Linked DNA regions of Mus musculus: region 2 is linked to region 1. A link is a contact called in public promoter capture Hi-C data. All regions are on one chromosome and are shown on one strand. Each heading gives the region's core, a stretch centred on a gene start, on an enhancer-like site or on the middle of the called end of the contact. The rest is flanking DNA. Distances are from core to core; before and after follow the strand shown.

Region 1 (6,186 bases), core at 2,518-5,017:
ACAATAACAACACAAAACCTGTGGGATTGGAAGGTGCCTGTCTCCTAGCAGCTGGGATACCCACAAACTCCAGCTCTAAGTGTCGATTTAAGACACTTGGTGCCTTAAGTCACCTCCAGGTGTCTTTCAGTCCCACCAAAACCTTGGGGATTATTGATCTGGCAGATGGGACAGACACAGAGGAGCAGGGTAGAGAGGAGGAGGAGTCTGAGGCTCTTCTGGGGAAGCAGGTGTTCCCTCTTCCTGTTGAGCTGACTGCCCCGTTGCATGCTGGGCCCCTCCCAGGCCCTGGAGTTGCATGGTGGGCAGAGAAACAGGGTCTTGATGGACTGTCTGCAGGACTTGACACCTGCACAAGAGGGGCAGTGTGACTGGCCTGTGGTGAGTGTGGCTAACAAGGCCACTGGTGAGGGAGGGGCCTCTGGTGCTGAGGAGAAGCAGGCCCCTCTGAGGGCCAGGCAAGGAGCATTTCCACCTGACAGAAAACGAAATGAGTATCCGAAGTAGTTTACAGGTGGTGAGAGCCCTGGAGCAGATAGATGCTCAGGACACCTGTCACTGGGCTGCAGGTTGCTGAAGGTCAAAGGTCGTGCAAACCCACAAGGACAGCCTCTGTTGAACTTAGTAGGTCGTAGGTGATGTTGCTGGTACTGTAAAAGGGTGCAGCTGCCATGAGAAGCTGGTGTCAGGTCACTGTCCCGTGCAGCCGTCCTCCTGGGGAGTCTGGACACCACACAACAGCTGAAGGTAGAAGGGTCCCAATACTTAGTGATGCTGGATGGGCAGATAGGAAAAGCAGATGAAATACAGAGAGGTGAGCTGGAGAGGGTTTCAGAGGTCAGGAGCTCACATGGCTCTTCCAAAGGACCAGAGTTCAGTTCCCTGCACCCACATCAGGCGAGTCACAGCTACTTGTAATATCAGCTCCAGGAGATCTGACACCCTTCTGGGAGCCTCTTTAGGGACTGTGCTCATGTGCACAGAGCAACACACACATTAATAAAATTAAGATTAAATCTTCAGAAATGAAAAGAGGGCTCTCCAAGAGGGAATAGTATGCAGCCGTATAAAGGAAGAGAGAGATTCCATTTATTTATTTATTTATTTATTTATCTATCTATCTATCTGGAGACAGGGTTTCATTATATAGTCCCCAGGTAAATAGTTCAAACTCGTGGTCCTCCTGCCTCAGCTTTAAAGTCCTGCGATAGCTGCTGCAGAGGAGAGAATTCTCCCACACACTGGAACATGGATGAATGCTGAAGTTAGATTCTGAGAGACGGCAGGATGGTTGCAGCGTGATTTCGTTTACTGGGGCCCCTAGAGTACCTATTGATGAGGTTGGAGAAATGGGACACTAAGGAGGTAGTGGGAGGGGAAAGGGGCCAGGGAGAGTGTTAAGTGGAGACAGGGTCTCAGAAGGACATGGAAGGGCGTGGCCATTGGTGGGGACAGTTGCCCAAGCCATGGGTGTACTTAACACCATCAGAATGGATGCTATAAAATGGCACTGCCTTTAATCCTAGCAGTGGAAGCAGAGGCAGGCAGATCTCTGAGTTCAAGACCAGCTTGGTCTACAGATGGCGTTCCAAGACAGCTGAGGCTACAGAGAAACCATGTCTGGGGTTGGGGGCTTGGGGGGAGAGTGACAAAACAAAACCCAAGTCTGGAGACTTTAGCATGATAAAAATGAATAAATCATTATGGCTGATGTCCCCTGAAGGGACATGGGTCACAGCCCTCCTTACTCTGGTTTGTAAAAGGGGGACCCAGTGGCCATAGTGACTATGTTCCAGCCTGATGAGTGTCTTAGAAAAAACCCAGTTCCCTGGAAATATGGCCCTGAGCTGATAGCTGATGCTGGCTGCCACTGCCCTTCCTCTGAGGTTTGGCAGGGCTCTGGGATTGTTCTTGAACCCCAGCCAGTCTACAGCTGGAGGCTCTGTGATATGTCTTCCTTGAAGTGTCTGGGAGTTGGTATCTTCCTAGGGACAGCCTTGTGCCCCAGGCTATTGCATGCAGTGCCACTGGAAGGAGCCCTAAGGGGACCAGGCAACAGCCTGGGGATTAGGCTGTAGAGACCTGAGGATGGGGCCCCTGGCCAACCCCAACGGCCTTGTGTGGCACTGGCTCAATGGAGAACTCACACGTTTCTAATGTCTGTAGCTGCTACTGAAAGCATTCTCTAGAAGTCTCCCAAAGACTTCTCACTCAGTCTAAAGTCAGGGCTACCTTCCCTGTATGGTTGGGCTCTACCCAACAGGTGAACCACATGTGTTTCTAGAGGGGTAGGAGGCAGAGAGGCCTTGGGTGGGCAACAAGGTAATCTGCTTCTGTGTCAATTTCTTATCTGGCATGTGGCTGTCGAGAAGCAGAGACCGGAGGATCATGGGCATGAGCTATACACTGAGGTCCAGGCTAGCCTGGGTGACATAACCTGTCAGAAAAACTACAAGAAAAGATTCGCATTCACCATCTGGCTTGGACCTTGGTTAAGTGATAACCATTGTCATTAGCCTGACACTTAGGCGCCAGGATCAAGAAACAAGAACTCCCAGAATCCTTTGGGGCACCAGAAAGCCTTTCATTTTGAGATAGGCTCTGGCTGTGTCTCTGGCTCTCGTGGAAGTCACACAGCAATCCCTTTGCCTTAGCCTAAGTGCAGAGATTGTAGACGTGAGTTATACTAGCCTCCTCTGCATGGATTGGCTTGACCTAAACTGAGCTGGGCTCTCCATCGACTTGCTTCTGCGATTTCAGAGTGGCAGCCTGACCTAGCTCTGCAGTGGCTTGGTGCAGCTCAGCCTGAGGCTGGTGAGATGCTTACAAGTCATAGCTGGTTGCTGCTTGGTGCTGGTGGTCATGTTATGAGCAAACTGGTCCCTGGTCAGTGGGCTCCGGATTAGGGCTGTGATGGAGGCCTCTAGGAATCTCGCTAAGTCTCTCACTGGTTGTTTTCATCTCTCTGAGCGATGTGTAGGATTGAGTGACAGATGGCAGATAATTGGGAGTGGGTGACAGGCTTCAGTATTCTACTTTAATGGCTGTTACCCGGTGATGCCGGCATAGGCGTCTGATGCTCTGAGTACTTCCTCTCATGTCCCTGAGTCATGCAGACTTAGGAGGCCTCTTCTCCACTCACAACCGTTTCCCTGAGGGCAGAATCCAGTTCGGTTAACTTTGCTTCGTAGTACTAAATACCAGTTTGGGGCCTCGACAGTGCGGGGGAGTGGGGCGGGTTAGAATGAAAAAAAAAGGAGCAAACAGGTTCATTAACAGCTAAATGAATGAATGACTGATGAAAGGATGAATGAATGAAGTGTTCTCAGCCTGTGCTGTTCTGGGTCAGGGCTGAGTGGGAATGTCAAAGGGTGTGGCCACTATGTGAGCCATGGAGTTGGGGTTAGAGGGAAGGCTGCCTGTGGGCTGCACCAGTGTTGGGGTGCAACCCTTGTTGGGCAGCACCTAGTTTTCCAAAGGGAGTCAGAAACGAGGCTTTTGAGACTAACCTTGGTTATGTCTGACAGGGTTTGGGGGTGGGGTGGGCACATAGACACTCTTGCTTTTTGTTTGTTTCCTTTTCTTTTCTGGGGAGTGTGTGGTGTCAACTTGACAGGGTCTAGAATCACCTTGGAGACAAATCTCTGGATGTGTCTGTGATGGAGCCATCCTAACTGCTGGAGCAGAGAAAAAGGAGAAAGATCCTAGCAGTCATTCACCCCTCCCTGCTTCCTGACTGTGGACACAGCCTGGCAAGCTGCCCCTGGCTTCTTCCTCTATTGCCTTTCCACCAAGATGGACTGCGGCTTTGATCAGTGAGCCAGATTAGCCTTCCTTAAGCTGCTTCTGTCCTACGTATGTATGTATGTATGTATGTATGCATGTATGTATGTATGTAGCAAGCCAGGGGCCTGTGCACATACCACACAAGTGCTCCGATGTTAGCATTTGGCCCTTGAGACTTGAGCGTTGGAGTTTCTATCGAGTCTGGGAAAATTACTGCACACCAGAAGCCTGTTAAACAGTAACAGGCCCCAGAGCGAGAGCCAACCTCACACGCCTCCCGTAAGCTTCTCCCACTGACAGCTGTCTGTGGGCCAGACACGGTTGATATGCGCACCTGCTCCCTGGTCAGCATGGTAGGGGTTCTCCTCTGAGGGACTTTATTGGGGTAGCCCTTGGGAGCAGAAGGAATATGGTCCGGGGATTGACATACACATAGGTGCCCACGTGTTTGCGTCCAGTCCAGTCCAACCAGGGAGCTTCCTAAGAACCCTGGAGTGGCTCTCACTCCACTTGTCTCCAGGGAAACTCACTAGGTCCTGATGTTGCCCTAGAGGATGCTGGGACCTTCTGATGGAGCCACCTTAGCCCTCTTTCCTGGGGCTCTGACTTTTATAGCTGGACAGGCTCTCTGCTTTGTCAAGCTGGGGTCAAAGTGAGGTCACAAGGCTTATACCTTGAGGACACCTTTCTACTTCTGTCCCTAAGATGTATCTGCCTGCTCTGGTGTGTCACCGGAGCAGAAACCAGTTTCCCCATAGCCCGAGGGACTCACCGGCCACACCCTTTGACGTCTAGGGATCATTTGAGGATGAGATTATGCATCTCCCAGCCACTCAATCGGACGTCGGCTTCACCCTTGTGTATTAAGCTACTGTAGCAAAACCCTTGAAAACATTTATGGATAACCAGCGGGCAGGTGCTGGCGTTTCCCCAGGATGTACAGTGAACAGGTACTTAGCTCTAGCAGGCAAACCATGGCGCCGACACAGTTCCACCGACATCGTGCATGCATTCTGGTTGCCCCAGAGCCTTGCCAACACTTGTGATTATCAATCCGTCTCCTTTTGGCTGTGCTGGTATACGTCATAGAGATTCTTGTGAATTTGGGGGATATGTCCAGAGTTGGGGAGGGCTTTATGATGTCACAGGCCACCAGTCTTTATGCTCTGTCATCCTTTGGGTATGGTTTTCAGTCTCAAAGCTTTCCCATGATCCAAGGTAGCTCTGTAGCTCTCTCCATCAGGACCGAATTTCTGGGTGGGGGTGGCGGGTGTTTCACTGAAACCACCGGAACTTTTAGTGTGGTGGGAGGGGCTGCTGTTACAAAGATTGGTCCTGTCCATTTTCTTTTTTCTTTTTTTAAGATTTATTTATTTATTACATGTAAGTATACTCAGACACCTACAGTATGCATAGGGCATCAGATCTCATTACGGATGGTTGTGAGCCACCTTGTGGTTGCTGGGATTTGAACTCAGGACCTTTGGAAGAGCAGTCAGTGCTCTTAACTGCTGAGCCATCTCTCCAGCCCTTGTCCATTTTCTTCCCTGCTGTGGTTTAGGCCTAGCACACAGCCTCTTGTGCACTGGGTGCTCAGCAGAGGCCTCGTGGATGCCAGGAACTGAACCCAGGTCCTTTGTAAGAGCAGCCAGTGCTCCTAACCACTGAGCCATCTCTCCAGCCATTCCTGGTGTGTTCCTGGTGTGTGGTGTCTTCATGCCCTAGGCTGGATTGTCCTTTGGGGCCCATCCTTCCTGTATACATAGTAACTCTACAGGGCTAGTACATTGCGACTGGCTGGCTGGCTCAGAGCTGACAGGATATGTGTCTCAACCCAGATCCAGGGCTGGTGAACCCAGTGGCAATGACCAGAACTGTTTCCTCTCCCTCCTCCTCCTCCCTCTCCTCCTCCTCCTCCTCCTCCTTCTCTTCTTCTTCCTCTTCTCTCCTTCCTCTTCTTCCTCCTCTTGTTTGGAGATAGGGTTTCTTTCTGCATCCCTAGCTGCCCTGGTAGACCACCAGGTTAGCCTTGAACACAGAGATCCACCTGCTTCTGCCTCCTAAGAGTTGGATTAAAGGTGTGAGCCGACCTCTGTCAGCCTGGCTCAAAAACCTGGTTTTTTTTTGAACCTGAAATGTGTTTGCTGTGATTCTTGGGGGAGGAGGGACTGGATTTTGCAATTTCCCAGGTCAGATTAATGATTGCTTTGCGAGGGCTGCAGCACCTGAGCTGAGCCACACTGAGCAGGGCCTGGAGAGGCTAGGTACAGTGTCCTGGAGATCCTGTGCAGTCCTGTGTGGGGATAGAGGCTGGGGGAGCTTCCATCTCTGTGATCTTCATGAACCAGAGGCCTCTGAGCCTGATGCCTGTGCACCTGGGATATATGGTCAGAGAGTTAA
Region 2 (5,565 bases), core at 2,254-4,753, 180 kb before region 1:
TTTCAGGACACCTAAAACCACAGAGAAACTATATCTCAAAAATAAAAACAAAAACAAAAACAAGAATAAAATTTAAAACAAAATTAAAACTAAAGCCGGAAGGAAAGAATTAGACAGGTAGAATTCACTTAATTTTTTCACAGTAAGATCAAATTCTTGCCAAATCTGATTGAGAAGAAAGTTAGTATCCCTGGGTCTCGCTCATACAGCCCCTTACAAAGCGGCTCTCCCCTCAGACAGTCTCTGATGAGGGACCGCCTGGCCACCCGTGAACACAAGTGTGCAGCACTGTGAGGTCTAACCTCTGTGAGGAGCTGTCAGCCATGGGAGTTCCCAGAACCCCTCTGTGGTGCTCTGGTCAGAGCAGAGAGAAAGAGAGACTCCCCTCAGAGTAATGAAGACCCAGCCTTCCTGCCCGTTCCTCTTCTCCCTGCTATGAAAGTCCTCTTTGGACTGGAGAGCTGGCCCGGCGGTTAAGAGCGCAGGCGATCCTGAGTTCAATTCCCAGCAACCACATGGTGGCTCACAGCCATCTGTAATGGGATCCAATACCCTCTTCTGATGAGTCTGAAGACAGCGACAGTGTACTCATAGACATTTTTTTTTTTTAAATGGAAAAAGAAAGTCCCCTTTGCATCCAAAGCTCCCCCCAGGGCAGGGCTACAGGGATGAAAGCGCTCCCCATCCTGCATCCTTGAATAACCTGATTCCCCTCCAACTCCAGCCTTTTGAGTGGTGAGCATCCAGGACCTGGGTGCAGTAACAATGGTACCCTGCACCTGTCTCCCTCCAGCCTTATCCACCCCATCAACAACAGGTGCCCAGACATTACAGGACTCCTGAACACCTGCAGCACAGACACGGGGCTGTCCTATTCTTTGCTATAAGAAGCGTTCCACCACACAAGGCCATGAACTCCGTGCTAGTCAGCTCCGGGTCTGAGACTTGAACAGGGATGGAGGTAGGTGGGAAGAAAACAGCTGTCAGTAAAAATACAGAACAATGTTGGACGCTCTCAATCTGCAGTCATGCTCACACCTCTAAGGTCCAAGGTGGCTGTCTTCTAACGCACCAGACGAGGGCATCGGATCCCATTACAGATGGTTGTGAGTCGCCATGTGGTTGTCAGGAATTGAACTCAGAACCTCTGAGTTCAATTGTCTAAGGCATGGCCTCCTTTGACTCTGGTGGCACCAGGACTGAGGAATACTAGAGAGGAAGGACTGAGTTAAGAACTTCGAGCAGACAATGTCAAGAAGCCAGTGGCTCAACTGGGATTGCAGCCTGACCCCAGCTGGGGACCAGGGCTCCCTGTCCATAGGCTGCTCTGTTGGAAAAACACACAGAATGGAGGAGGTGGGTTCTGAGCTGCCTGGGCAGGACCACATGAGGACCTAGAAGGGAACCCCACAGCCAGGCCTGGGGCCAGGAATGGTGGCCAGACAGAAGGAAGGTCAAGTCTGCTATAAAGCTTTAGGCCAGAGAGGCTGGGATGGAGCTAGCCTGGGAGGGCGCCAGCCCGTGGGGGGTCTCCATCTCAGAAGACCATCTCCATTCACAGGGAGCCTTAAGGAAGATCCAGCAGCCAGAGGCCTAAGGCTCAGATGTCACAGAGACACCCTCAGCCTTGCTGACAGTACCCAGACAGCAAAGACAGCAAGCATTTATTTCCACATCAGAGTCTGCAGACCACAGCTCAAGATCCCCTAGCCAGCAGGGGAGGCAGAGAACTGGTGAGGAGCAGCTCGCCTGCTGAGCTCCACAGAGCCCTGCAAACTGCTACATGCTGCGGTGAACACCCCGCCATGGTAGGTCTGACCTGAACCTGTGCTTAGCAACCAGTCAGGTGTTGAAACCAGCAGCCCACGTGGAGTTCCACAGATGGCCTCCCACAGTGAAGATGGTGGCTGTCCCACTTCCATGCACAGAACCCTCAGGCAGCTCAAGCGTCTTGTGAGAACCGGGGCAAAGGGCTGCAGGCTGAGCCGTAAGCACGCGGGCCTTAGATGGTGGCCTCCCTGATGTCTGTAAAACCACCAACGGCTCAGAAGAAAACAGACAAAGCCCCAAGTGGTTGGCCAGGGTGGCACTGGCTGGGTCACCTCCTGTGGGGTGATGGCCCACAAGCCCGCACGTGTGAGCTACACAGCGCACAGCAGAGCAGCAGCTGGCAGAGGGGCACTGGCAGAGAGACCTAGGCAGGCCAAAGCGGTCCTCATCATCCCAGACAAATGTGCCTGTCCTCCCTGGAGCACTACAGCCAAGGGCACAGCCCTAAAGGGCTCCTGGTCACTGACAGTGATTCCGACTGCAAATCCACCTGCCTGCACCCCGCCCTACTATAAACACGACATGCGATGCCCTGGGTTTCATCCCCAGCACTCCATAAAACCGGGTGCAGTGCCGGGCAGTGGTGGCACACGCCTTTAATCCCAGCACTTGGGAGGCAGAGGCAGGCGGATTTAAAAAAAACAAAAAAACAAAAAAACCACAACAGGTGCAGCCTGGCACACCGCCATCCCAGAGAGGTAGACAGGAGGATCAGAAGTTCAAGGTCATCCTCAGCTACACAGCGAGTCCGAGCCGGGCTTGGGGCTGTGTGCTAGCATTGATATGGACCTGGGACTGACCCCACCAAGAGGAGACCAGTTCATCGAAATGGGAAAGACATCCCCACTCCATTGCAGGTTACAGAATATACATGACTGGCACTTAGCTGGGCATGGTGGCACAGGCCTTTCACCCCAGCGCTTGGGAGGCAGGGGCAAGTAGTGTAAGTTAGAGGCCAGCCTGGGCTACAAGTGAGTCCAGGACAGCCAGGGCTACGTAGAGAAATGATGGCAACATCTGTTTCAAAAACTTTGTACGTAAATATTATCTCAGAAATTATATATATTATACATATATAATTTAATATATAATTATATATATATTACATTTATATACTACATAAATTAAAGGGGGTATGGAAAGCCTAAGACAAAGCGTTCTCTCTCTTCAGGGAAAGGCAGAGCTCAGAGCATGAGCCCGTGGCCGGGCCTCTGACCAGTTCCAGTTCCCAGCTCCCGTGCCAGAACCTCCTTCCGTCTGGTTTTCACCCTGAACAAGGGTGATCAATGCTGGGGAGGCAGTGTCTGAGCGGCAGCTTCAGTGACTTCGGATCTGTCCCAGGACACAGTTCACAGGGAACAGGTGTGGGGCAAACAGAGGGCCTGCCAGGGGACAAAGGACCAGGGGCCTGCAGGCAAGAGGCTGCTGCTCCTGAAGCCTTGCAAGAAGCTGTCATTTCTCTGTCCCAAGACTTAGCAGCCAGGTCCCCGGCCAGGCAGCTCTAAACTGACTAGCTTGCCGTGTAAGGCAGGAGAGAGGACCGATGAAAGGAGACCCTCCCTAGAGTCTGCACTGAGTGGCTTAGCACAGAATCCTAGCAGGAAGGCAGCCACCACCTCCAGTCAGACCTGAGTATAGATAGCCAAGGCCCTGCAGAATGGAGGAGACAGTAAAGCCCTGCTGCCCCCTAGTGTCCACGACAGCAAACAAACATTATACACCCAGCCAGCAGCCCCAGCTGGGATTCCAGACTGCAAGACAAAAAGCCAGGAAGCCACTAACTGGAAACCAGTCTCCTGGAGTGCCAGGTCTCTGGTGGTAACTTCTACCCTGAAGAGGACAGTCTAGGCCACTGAATGGCCCTCCACCACTCTGTTCCCACCATCCGATGGCCAATTCTAGAGCTCTATCTCAGGTCCACAGCCCCACAGGCCACCCCAGCACTGAGGACAACTCTCCATCCTGGTGAGCAAGAGTCAGTACTTACTGACCCACCGTTAAGAGAATCCCAGGCACAGAGGCCTCTGCATCCATCCTCTCAATGCCCAGAGTGCACCGTGGGTCCCCATCCTCAATGCCCAGAGTGCACCATGGGTCCCCATCCTCTCAATGCCCAGAGTGCACCGTGGGTGCCCATCCTCTCAATGCCCAGAGTGCACCGTGGGTGCCCATCCTCTCAATGCCCAGAGTGCACCATGGGTGCCCATCCTCTCAATGCCCAGAGTGCACCGTGGGTGCCCATCCTCTCAATGCCCAGAGTGCACCGTGGGTGCCCATCCTCTCAATGCCCAGAGTGCACCGTGGGTGCCCATCCTCTCAATGCCCAGAGTGCACCGTGGGTGCCCATCCTCTCAATGCCCAGAGTGCACCGTGGGTGCCCATCCTCTCAATGCCCAGAGTGCACCGTGGGTGCCCATCCTCAATGCCCAGAGTGCACCATGGGTCCCCATCCTCTCAATGCCCAGAGTTCACTGTGGGTGCCCATCCTCTCAATGCCCAGAGTTCACTGTGGGTGCCCATCCTCTCAATGCCCAGAGTGCACCGTGGGTCCCCATCCTCAATGCCCAGAGTGCACCGTGGGTGCCCATCCTCAATGCCCAGAGTGCACCGTGGGTGCCCATCCTCAATGCCCAGAGTGCACCGTGGGTGCCCATCCTCAATGCCCAGAGTGCACCGTGGGTGCCCATCCTCTCAATGCCCAGAGTGCACCGTGGGTGCCCATCCTCTCAATGCCCAGAGTGCACCGTGGGTGCCCATCCTCTCAATGCCCAGAGTGCACCGTGGGTGCCCATCCTCAATGCCCAGAGTGCACCGTGGGTGCCCATCCTCAATGCCCAGAGTGCACCGTGGGTGCCCATCCTCTCAATGCCCAGAGTGCACCGTGGGTGCCCATCCTCTCAATGCCCAGAGTGCACCGTGGGTGCCCATCCTCTCAATGCCCAGAGTGCACCGTGGGTGCCCATCCTCTCAATGCCCAGAGTGCACCGTGGGTGCCCATCCTCTCAATGCCCAGAGTGCACCGTGGGTGCCCATCCTCTCAATGCCCAGAGTGCACCGTGGGTGCCCATCCTCTCAATGCCCAGAGTGCACCGTGGGTGCCCATCCTCTCAATGCCCAGAGTGCACCGTGGGTGCCCATCCTCTCAATGCCCAGAGTGCACCGTGGGTGCCCATCCTCTCAATGCCCAGAGTGCACCGTGGGTGCCCATCCTCTCAATGCCCAGAGTGCACTGTGGGTGCCCATCCCAGACCCATCCCAGGCTCTGGACCTCGGGTGGGCAGTCTCATACCAAAGGCCTTTCTGTCTCCTTACTCTAGCCATTTCCTGAGGGACCCTAGCAGAACAGCACCCAGGGCCACCTTGTTAGAACCTCCCACAGGGACTCCATGGGCCCCAACTAGCTCATCCAACCCCACAGAAGATCCTAGGGCCGGGAGGCACTCATGGAGTTTCGGTCTAAGCAAAGTCTTGTTGATCCCAGACAGTCCCGGAGTCAGGTATGGGAAAGGGCACCGGAAGCGCCATTAGGCAGGGAAGTGGCACCGGAAGTGGAAAAGGGCACACAGGTCTCACCTCAGCTCTCTGGGCCATGGACCAAAGTGATGGGCCCTGAGCAACCCACACTTTTCTCTCTGGGAAGATGAGTTGATACCTCAAAAGCCTTTGTGGAGAGGACACACTTTAAAGCAGACGTGAGTTTACGCATTCACCCTGAAGAGTGAGCCAGGAGAGCAG

What was found. Capture Hi-C pulls out chosen DNA fragments and counts their contacts.
Region 2: a contact with region 1 is called in a promoter capture Hi-C map of liver. The contact joins two enhancer-like sites. A contact is called at or near these places in 1 of 484 Hi-C or Micro-C datasets (embryonic stem cells), 1 of 115 datasets of contacts at active chromatin or transcription factors (pancreatic cancer cells) and 3 of 9 other capture datasets (adipose tissue, liver and pancreatic islet).

What each region holds. Positions count from the first base shown.
Region 1 is chr5:125,311,037-125,317,222 of GRCm38.p6, reverse strand. The region is part of intron 1 of Scarb1 (scavenger receptor class B, member 1); the gene reads left to right. It overlaps Gm32701 (a long non-coding RNA gene), which reads right to left. Exons shown (of 5, transcript XR_001784962.2): 5 at 5,731-6,161. Among named protein-coding and RNA genes, the nearest start is that of Gm32701, 11 kb to the right of the region's middle. Within about 2 kb of position 3,767, at least 26 of the 459 cell types and tissues checked have an H3K27ac peak or open chromatin away from gene starts, as enhancers often do. A contact at or near this core is called in liver and pancreatic islet, where this site is marked.
Region 2 is chr5:125,495,974-125,501,538 of GRCm38.p6, reverse strand. The region is part of intron 5 of Aacs (acetoacetyl-CoA synthetase); the gene reads right to left. Among named protein-coding and RNA genes, the nearest start is that of Aacs, 23 kb to the right of the region's middle. Within about 2 kb of position 3,503, at least 30 of the 459 cell types and tissues checked have an H3K27ac peak or open chromatin away from gene starts, as enhancers often do. A contact at or near this core is called in liver and pancreatic islet, where this site is marked.